Linked DNA regions of Zea mays: region 1 is linked to region 2. Evidence: chromatin contacts called from public Hi-C data. All regions are on one chromosome and are shown on one strand. The core of a region is the stretch at or near the end of the contact, and the rest is flanking DNA. Distances in the headings are between cores, read along the strand shown. Region 1 holds the start of LOC100276246. Region 2 holds the start of LOC100381420.

Evidence for each region. Hi-C and Micro-C count contacts between places; a contact is called where the count stands out from the background.
Region 1: a contact with region 2 is called in a Hi-C map of root tip, with 4 times the contacts expected there. The contact joins the promoter of LOC100276246 here to the promoter of LOC100381420 in region 2. A contact is called at or near these places in 9 of 25 Hi-C or Micro-C datasets (bundle sheath, ear, endosperm and 4 more) and 1 of 3 datasets of contacts at active chromatin or transcription factors (leaf).

What each region holds. Positions count from the first base shown.
Region 1 is chr1:261,451,912-261,455,678 of Zm-B73-REFERENCE-NAM-5.0, forward strand. LOC100276246 reads left to right here and starts at 2,503. Exons shown (of 4, transcript NM_001150081.2): 1 at 2,503-2,850. The coding sequence starts at 2,528.
Region 2 is chr1:261,295,865-261,299,291 of Zm-B73-REFERENCE-NAM-5.0, forward strand. It overlaps LOC100381420, which reads right to left and starts at 1,326. Exons shown (of 7, transcript NM_001366751.1): 1 at 1,033-1,326; 2 at 581-635; 3 at 1-478. The coding sequence starts at 1,227.

The sequences.
Region 1 (3,767 bases), core at 1,253-3,752, 160 kb after region 2:
AAATACCAAAATCGATTATAGGAAATGTTGAGGCCATTTCCCTTTCAAACACCCACAATGAAATGCATATGACAGATTAAGTTTAGTTCCATAAGTTAATCGTGCGAGAGTCTTGAGTCGCTCTTGACCGTGAGCACGACTGATATACCAGTTTTACACTCTGCAGAGGTTGTGCCCTTTACCCACAAGTCGTGTTACCCATTTGCCAAGGGACCGCGACTTCCCATTCATCTCTGCCGAGGAGACGAGGCAGGGTAGCACTACGAGGCGTTTACAAAGTTCCACTAGCTTCAGAAAACCCGCTACGGTTTCTGAGAAGGGCATATAGGAATCCCTCGTCTAAAAAAGTCATCGCAACATGATCGACCCGAGAACCTCCATATACCACAACTCCTCTACCGCCCTTGCCCCTTTCGGGTAAGGTAGTCATCCATTAGCTTTCCTAATTAGTCAGTCAAGGGCGTCCCATTCGACCATTGTGGTAGCACGATTATCTCAAGTTAAGCTCCATGTTCCAATTAAAACAATGATCTTGTCATGAACAATAATTAAAACAACAACATAACTGGAACATGATCATAACTCAAATGTAACATTAATCCCAATACCTGGTAAAGCAATAGCAAGTATACCCAATAGTTCATTTGTCTGCAAGGGGTGGGGTAAACAAAACTAGGGAAATCTATTAGGTCCCATCAAATTAACCTGATCATGTCACGGTGATTAACAAAGAACATTATTAGGTAAAGAAGAGTGATCAAGGGCATAACTTGCCTTAGCCTTGAAACTCCAGGTACCTCACCAAGTTGGTCTTCAGATTTCTGGTGACCTCACTTCTATTCGTAGCAATACATACAAATAGTCAGGAAGTACATAAAAATAACATTACACCAAACATAAGAACAAATAGCGTAAGAATACTATATGCACTGCTACGAGAATGTAGGTTCGAGAACCACTAAAATCGGAGTTACGGTTAAGGAGTTATAATTTTCTGAAGATTTAGGAGTTAGACATAAAACAAATTAGGAGCATGATTTCAACCATATGTTTTATAACAAAATAAAGTTATTAGATGATGAACAATATTAATATGAGTTTAATGCAACTGGAATGGATCAAAAAGAAGTTAAAATGAATTACTTATAAATTAATCAAGATTCTAGAATCATTTCTATACTAGAAATCATTTTCTATATTAATTTATTCGATTTACTTACTCTCTGGGTCGTGGTTATCATTCCAGGAAGTCCAGGGTTACTTTGGCTAAAAACAGGACCTATATTAAAGGTTTTATCACTGCCACCAGACTGCGGGTTGATTACATAGAAGCATAAGGGCTCTTTTGCAAATTACCGAGGCCGAAGGGGTATGGGATGTTTCTGGCCGCGTGATCTGAGATGGAGGGCCCAGATTACATCGGAACGACATCGAACCGGTATGCACGCTAAGTCGTTGGATTTAAGATCCAGGGTCCATGTTTTAAATAATCGTGATCAGATCACCACCGCACATCAGCCATCCCGCGGTCGATGATGCACCCCAAATCGGTGCGCGCCCCGCAATCTCAACCGTCCTTAATAGAATCAACGGCTCCAAGCCATCTCCTTCATCCCGCAGGCTGGCCACGCTGGCACGTTCGCCGGAGATGGCTGAGATGGCGCCCCAACCCATAATCCCGGTTGTCCGCGTGCGTAATATGAAGAGTAGGCTGAGGCAAAGCGGGGAAGTACACCCTTACCGGTGGTTAGGGCGATGGCGGGGTTCTCCCTGGGGAGGTGCGGATCCGGGGGGTTTGGCCTTACTCCGATGAGCAATCCTCGAGTACCAGCGCGCCGCCACACACATGGTGTCTATTTTATATATGAAGTCAAATTGAAAGTGTACTTTAGAACTCCAGTATAAAATGTAAACAAATTTTATTTATTGTTTATTTATTGATTTATGCAAATACTTTTAAACATACACACCACAATATTTATTTTAGAAAATTTATTTACAAGGTGTGGTATGATAATCTACCATTTTAGAGAATGTCTCCAAATATATTATTCAAAGGAATAACTTAAATCATATGAAGCCCTTTTTCATTAAGACATTTTATTGTAACTACATTTATTTTTAGGAGAGGTGAGAAAATTCTTAATAAAAGACACTTGGATTCAAAATCTTTATATTATTTTATTAAGTATCTAGGATAGAATTTTGAGGTGTTACACCAAACCGCTAGTCACATCCGTTGTCGCGTGGTCGTCCACAATCGTCGTTGCGCCCTCGTCCGTCCACCACCACACCGCACTCTAAAATTGATATTTTATCATTTTAAAATTTATCTCTTTGTTACTATGTCATCTACTTCTATAACTTGTGGGACTATCTGTATATGATTTATGAGTCCGATAGCAAGTTGAGGAGCCACAAATAATATTGGCAAAATTGCAAATAGCTCCCCGCAACAAGCCCAGTGATGTTGACAGAAAAGCCCATCGCGTTGTGTCAGTCACCAAACCAGACCAAACATAATACGATGCTGCGGCGCCTTGTCGGCGGAGCCGCCGCCGTGCGTTCGCCGCTGCCGCCGCCGTTCTGTCGGCTGCTTCACAACGGCGGCGGAGGTGGTGGGTGTAGCTCGGGGGAGCCGGAGAGCGTGGCGTACCGCATGTCGATGCTGCGGCGCCCCTCTACCGTCAGCAAGAAGGGGCTCACCTGGAACTGGTGCAGCCTCATCGGTCGCCTCGCCGCACCGGTGAGGCCGATCGACACTAGCTTTCTTGAAGTCCCCAGGGCGTACACCTTCCTCTCCGTCACCCTCTCGTCGCCCGCGCCCTCTTCGAGCTCGTCCAACATAAAGTTGAGTCCCTCGCTCCGGATCCCCCTCAGCCAATCCTTGTGTTATTTCCTCTCTCACTTTCTGCAGAGTTATTTGTTCTCTCCTAGTAAGGGCTTTCCTAGTAAGGGCTTGTTAGGTTATTCCCATCCCATAGGGATTGAGAGAGATTTTGGCTTGACAAGGATTTAAACCCGCCCAATCTGCTCCCATCCACTGATCCACATGGATTGTAATTAAAACGAACAGACCCTAATTGGGTGCATTCTCATAGCCTTCTTTTTATATATATCATGTGGGACGTCATGTTTCGATTGTGTGCCGCATATATAGTTTCATCATTATGTAGAGTTAATATACTTCGATTAAAATATTTTTGTCTTGTGTAAAATTTGGTGCCTTAAGCCCTATGAGAAACAAAGGGCATACAACCACAAGAACAATTGAGCACAGTTCTAACAGAATCAGTAGGGACTTTCTGTGATGCGATTCACTCCATTCTGGTAACATCCCATCTTCCATGCTTCAGTGGAGCAAACATTTAGCTGAAGGTCCGCCATGTTTATAGTTGTATAAAGTACTTTGGTGCATCATGAATAGCTTGGGGCGAATTTCGCACCAAACAAAATCGAAGTCGTACTTCCAAATTTGGAAGCCTTATGTTTGACTAAGACTGAACCTTCTCATGCTTAGTGTGCAAGAAAAGTCAATGTACCATTCAAATAGAGAATTGAATCCATCAAGCAAACTAGGCAGTAGGCACTATTTGCCACAAAGTAGCTTAAGAAGCAACTCATTTTCATGATACCCAGGAACAAATCAGGAGCTCCACAATGCATGCCTGATTTAATAATACTTCTTTTAATTTTATTTTTCCTACTACCATGTTAAACTGTTATTATTATTTGGACTGATTTACTGAATGAAAATTAGGTTGTAT
Region 2 (3,427 bases), core at 76-2,575:
CTCTTCTCTCTGTCCAGATCCCTGAATTGCAAAGACTGCTGATAATTGCTCGTCGCAGTAACAGAGACAACCAGGAGGATACTTGTAAAGATTCCAATGCCATCATGGGCACCACTCGGCCACCCTTCCGTGGCGATGCCAACAACGAAAGATACAAGGGCACATGCTATAAGAATTACAAGAGTAGTGTCTTGCAGTGCCTCCCACACGAACTCCCATAAGCTGCGGGCCTCACTCTCCGTGAACTTGTTCACTCCATACATGCCCTGCCTTTGATTCAGGCTGAGCTCATCCGTGGTGATCCCATCAGCCAACGACGTCGCCAACTTGTCTGCGATTCCATCCAGCTGGCCGAGCAGAGTCAACTTCCCGGTGTCACGATTTTCAACAAGTGATGCTAGGTCGTCGGCAGAGATCTGAAACCCAGCAGCAGCTTTGACACCTTGAGGAACAACACGCTCACTCTGAAGTGAGGCACCTGAGTAGATGTGTTTCAGGCAACATGCTTAGATAACAGCAGCATTGAGGATCAGATTGAGGTCATAAAATGTGGCATCTTCGAAACCATTGCGCAATTTACCATGGTCGCTCTGCAGTGTGGACTTCGATACAAGCACAGCGACACGTAGCTTCTCCTGCCACACAAGAACCCGTAAGTTCTGCTATAGTAAGTTATTTGTTTTTTGGGGCGGTAAGAAAATTCAAAGAAATAATCTCTAATGAGAATCCGTGGCACTAAGAAATTTCATCAAATAATTATTGGCACATATAAGGGTCTGTTTGTTTTCATCTCAATCCGTGTGGTTTGAAGGGGATTAGTTGGGTTTATAATCCATAATAAGTCAAAATTTCTACAATTCTTTTTTCTAATCACATCCAATACATGTGACATAGTAATAACCGAACAAGCTACATGTCAATATGTCATTCTGAGGCTCTGGGCCCGACAAAAACCTATGAAGATGAAACAAAAAGATTGTAGATGATCATAATAATAAAAAAAAGGCTATACGAAGGGTGAGAGATACGGACACGGTGGGTCCGCTTGCAGAGTTCGCCGGCCGGGAGGGGCCCGAAGCGGAGGCGGCCGTGGGGGCTATTTGGCTGCCGCAGCGCGGCCCCTAACCCCGACCGCGGCCATGGGACCCGGCGGCCGGAGCAGGGAGCTGGTGATGCGCCGGGGAGGTGGAGGAGGGGCCCCGGCCGAGCGTCGACGCCGTTGTGCATAATTGCCGTCTTCCCCTTCCTCCCCTTTGAGTTAATTCCTACTCTTGCTCTCCAATGCTTGCTGAGTTTTTTCTGACCACGCGGAGGAACGAAATGAAGCGGGCGAGGTGTCTGACTGACAGAGTGACAGGTAGCACTGTCTTCACAGCTAGTATCTAAGGTTTGAGGTGCTATTTACATATTAGTCTCATCGACTCATCGTCACGAATAAGACCAACTCCAGCAAGACTCCGTATCCCACTCCGCATCCGCATTTTGCACGGTTTGAGGCACTATTGCGCGCTCCAGCAGGCTCCGCATCCCTCTCCGCAAAATGGACGCCGTGTCCCTGCGCTCCCCATTTCCACACTTTCTCTCTCCTCTCCGCAGCTCTCTGCGTGCGCGCGCGCCTGCTGGCGGGCCCCAGGTGTCATAGACTGCATGCGGAGTGGGATGAGGAGTGTTGCTGGAAACGGAGACGGATACGGAGAGGAGAGAGAATGTGTTGGCCGCGCGTTTTAGGGATACGGAGAGGTAGACTGCTGGAGTTGGTCTAAGTGTAGGCCGTCTGCACACCAAAAGTTTACCTATAGCATAAGACCTCTCCAACAGTTTACCTATATTCATACTCATATTCAAACTATACTCTATAAATAGTGCAATCTACAATATAAAACAATGCAAAACGGTGTTTTTAGTGACCATATAAATACAATGTACAATAGTTCACTTATATGGTCAAAAAATACATTTTGCACTATTTTACACTGTAAATTATAATATTTGTAGAATGTAGTTTAAATATGAGTATGTATAATTTGATGGAGATGGTCTAACATACCTATAATCAGTTGCACAAGGCAAAGAAAAAAAAGGTATGTCTGGAAAAAGAAAAACCAGCCACCGCACCACATTTTTTATGGTTATAATAGATTATATAAGCATTTTAAAGATTAAGGTATGTCATGCCACACTAAGCCATATTGGCTCTTCCGCTACTGCCTATAATTACGAAGTAAGTATTGTCTTACAAGTTCTTGTTACGACGTATTTGTTTTAGCTTAAAATCAGGTTATGGCTGTCAGAATTGCCTTATGACATCCAAACGCCTTGCTTCTTAGTTGTGAGAATCACTTTAGTGGAAATCATTCAATCAACGTGAACACAGAATTCACTGATGTGTACATTGTTTCCTATATCCTAAACCTTATGAACTCTTTGTCGGTGTTTATGACCAGTCGCCACAGGGTTCCTCACGTGATGCTTTTGAGTAGGACGACGTCGTTGATTGCGACTCGATGGTTCATGCGGATGCACGTCGGATCACACAAGGGTTTATATAGGTTCACGCTGCTAGAATGCGTAACACCCTACGTCCTGTCGAGGCTGAGTGTTTGAGTATCATTGGTGTACACGGGTTACAGATGAGTTGTGAGTGGTGGAGGGTGAGTTCTCCTGTCGATCTAGTGGTTGCGTAGTTGCTATGAGAGGATTAATGAGCTATGAGGTGGTAGTGGGATGTGACGAGATAATCGTAGGCGTACCCCCTCGGCCTTATATAGATGACAAGAGGGTTATCCCTTTACAAGTCGTGATGACTATCTAACTCTGTCTGAGTCTATCCTTTTAACGCGTCATGCATTCCTGCTTATCCAGAGTTTGGTTGAGCTTCACCCGAGTTATCTCTGAGTATCTAACACTTCGGGTATGCGCAACCTCCCTGCGTGAGACATCGGTGCTCCTTCTACGCGTAACTCAATCGTCCGATCTTTGTCTCCCTGGGTCGAGCTCATCCATCCTGGTTGCGGCCCGAGGGCGCACCTTTCTAGGCAAGTCATCGGGAGGCCCATCAAGTGACCCATGGAGCATTTCTGCGCTCTCGCCCGGGCGAGTCTCCCGCCCGAGGTTGGCCTCGGGCGAGTCATGACTGCTTCTCCCGCCCAGAGCTGGCCTCGGGCGAGGCAGAACATCGTCTCCCGTCCGAGGTTGGCCTCGGGTGAGCTGGAACAGCTTGTCCCGTCCAGAGCTAGTCTCGGGTGAGCCAGAACTGCATCTCCCGTCCGAGGTTGGTCTCAGGCGAGTCAGAACTGCATCTCCCATATGAGGTTGGCCTCAAGCGAGTCGGAGCAGTGTCTGTCGCCTAGAGCTGGCCTCGGGGCGAGTCAAAAGTGCGTTTCGGTGCTCATAAGGACCCGGGATATCTATCTCCCACACTCTTTCA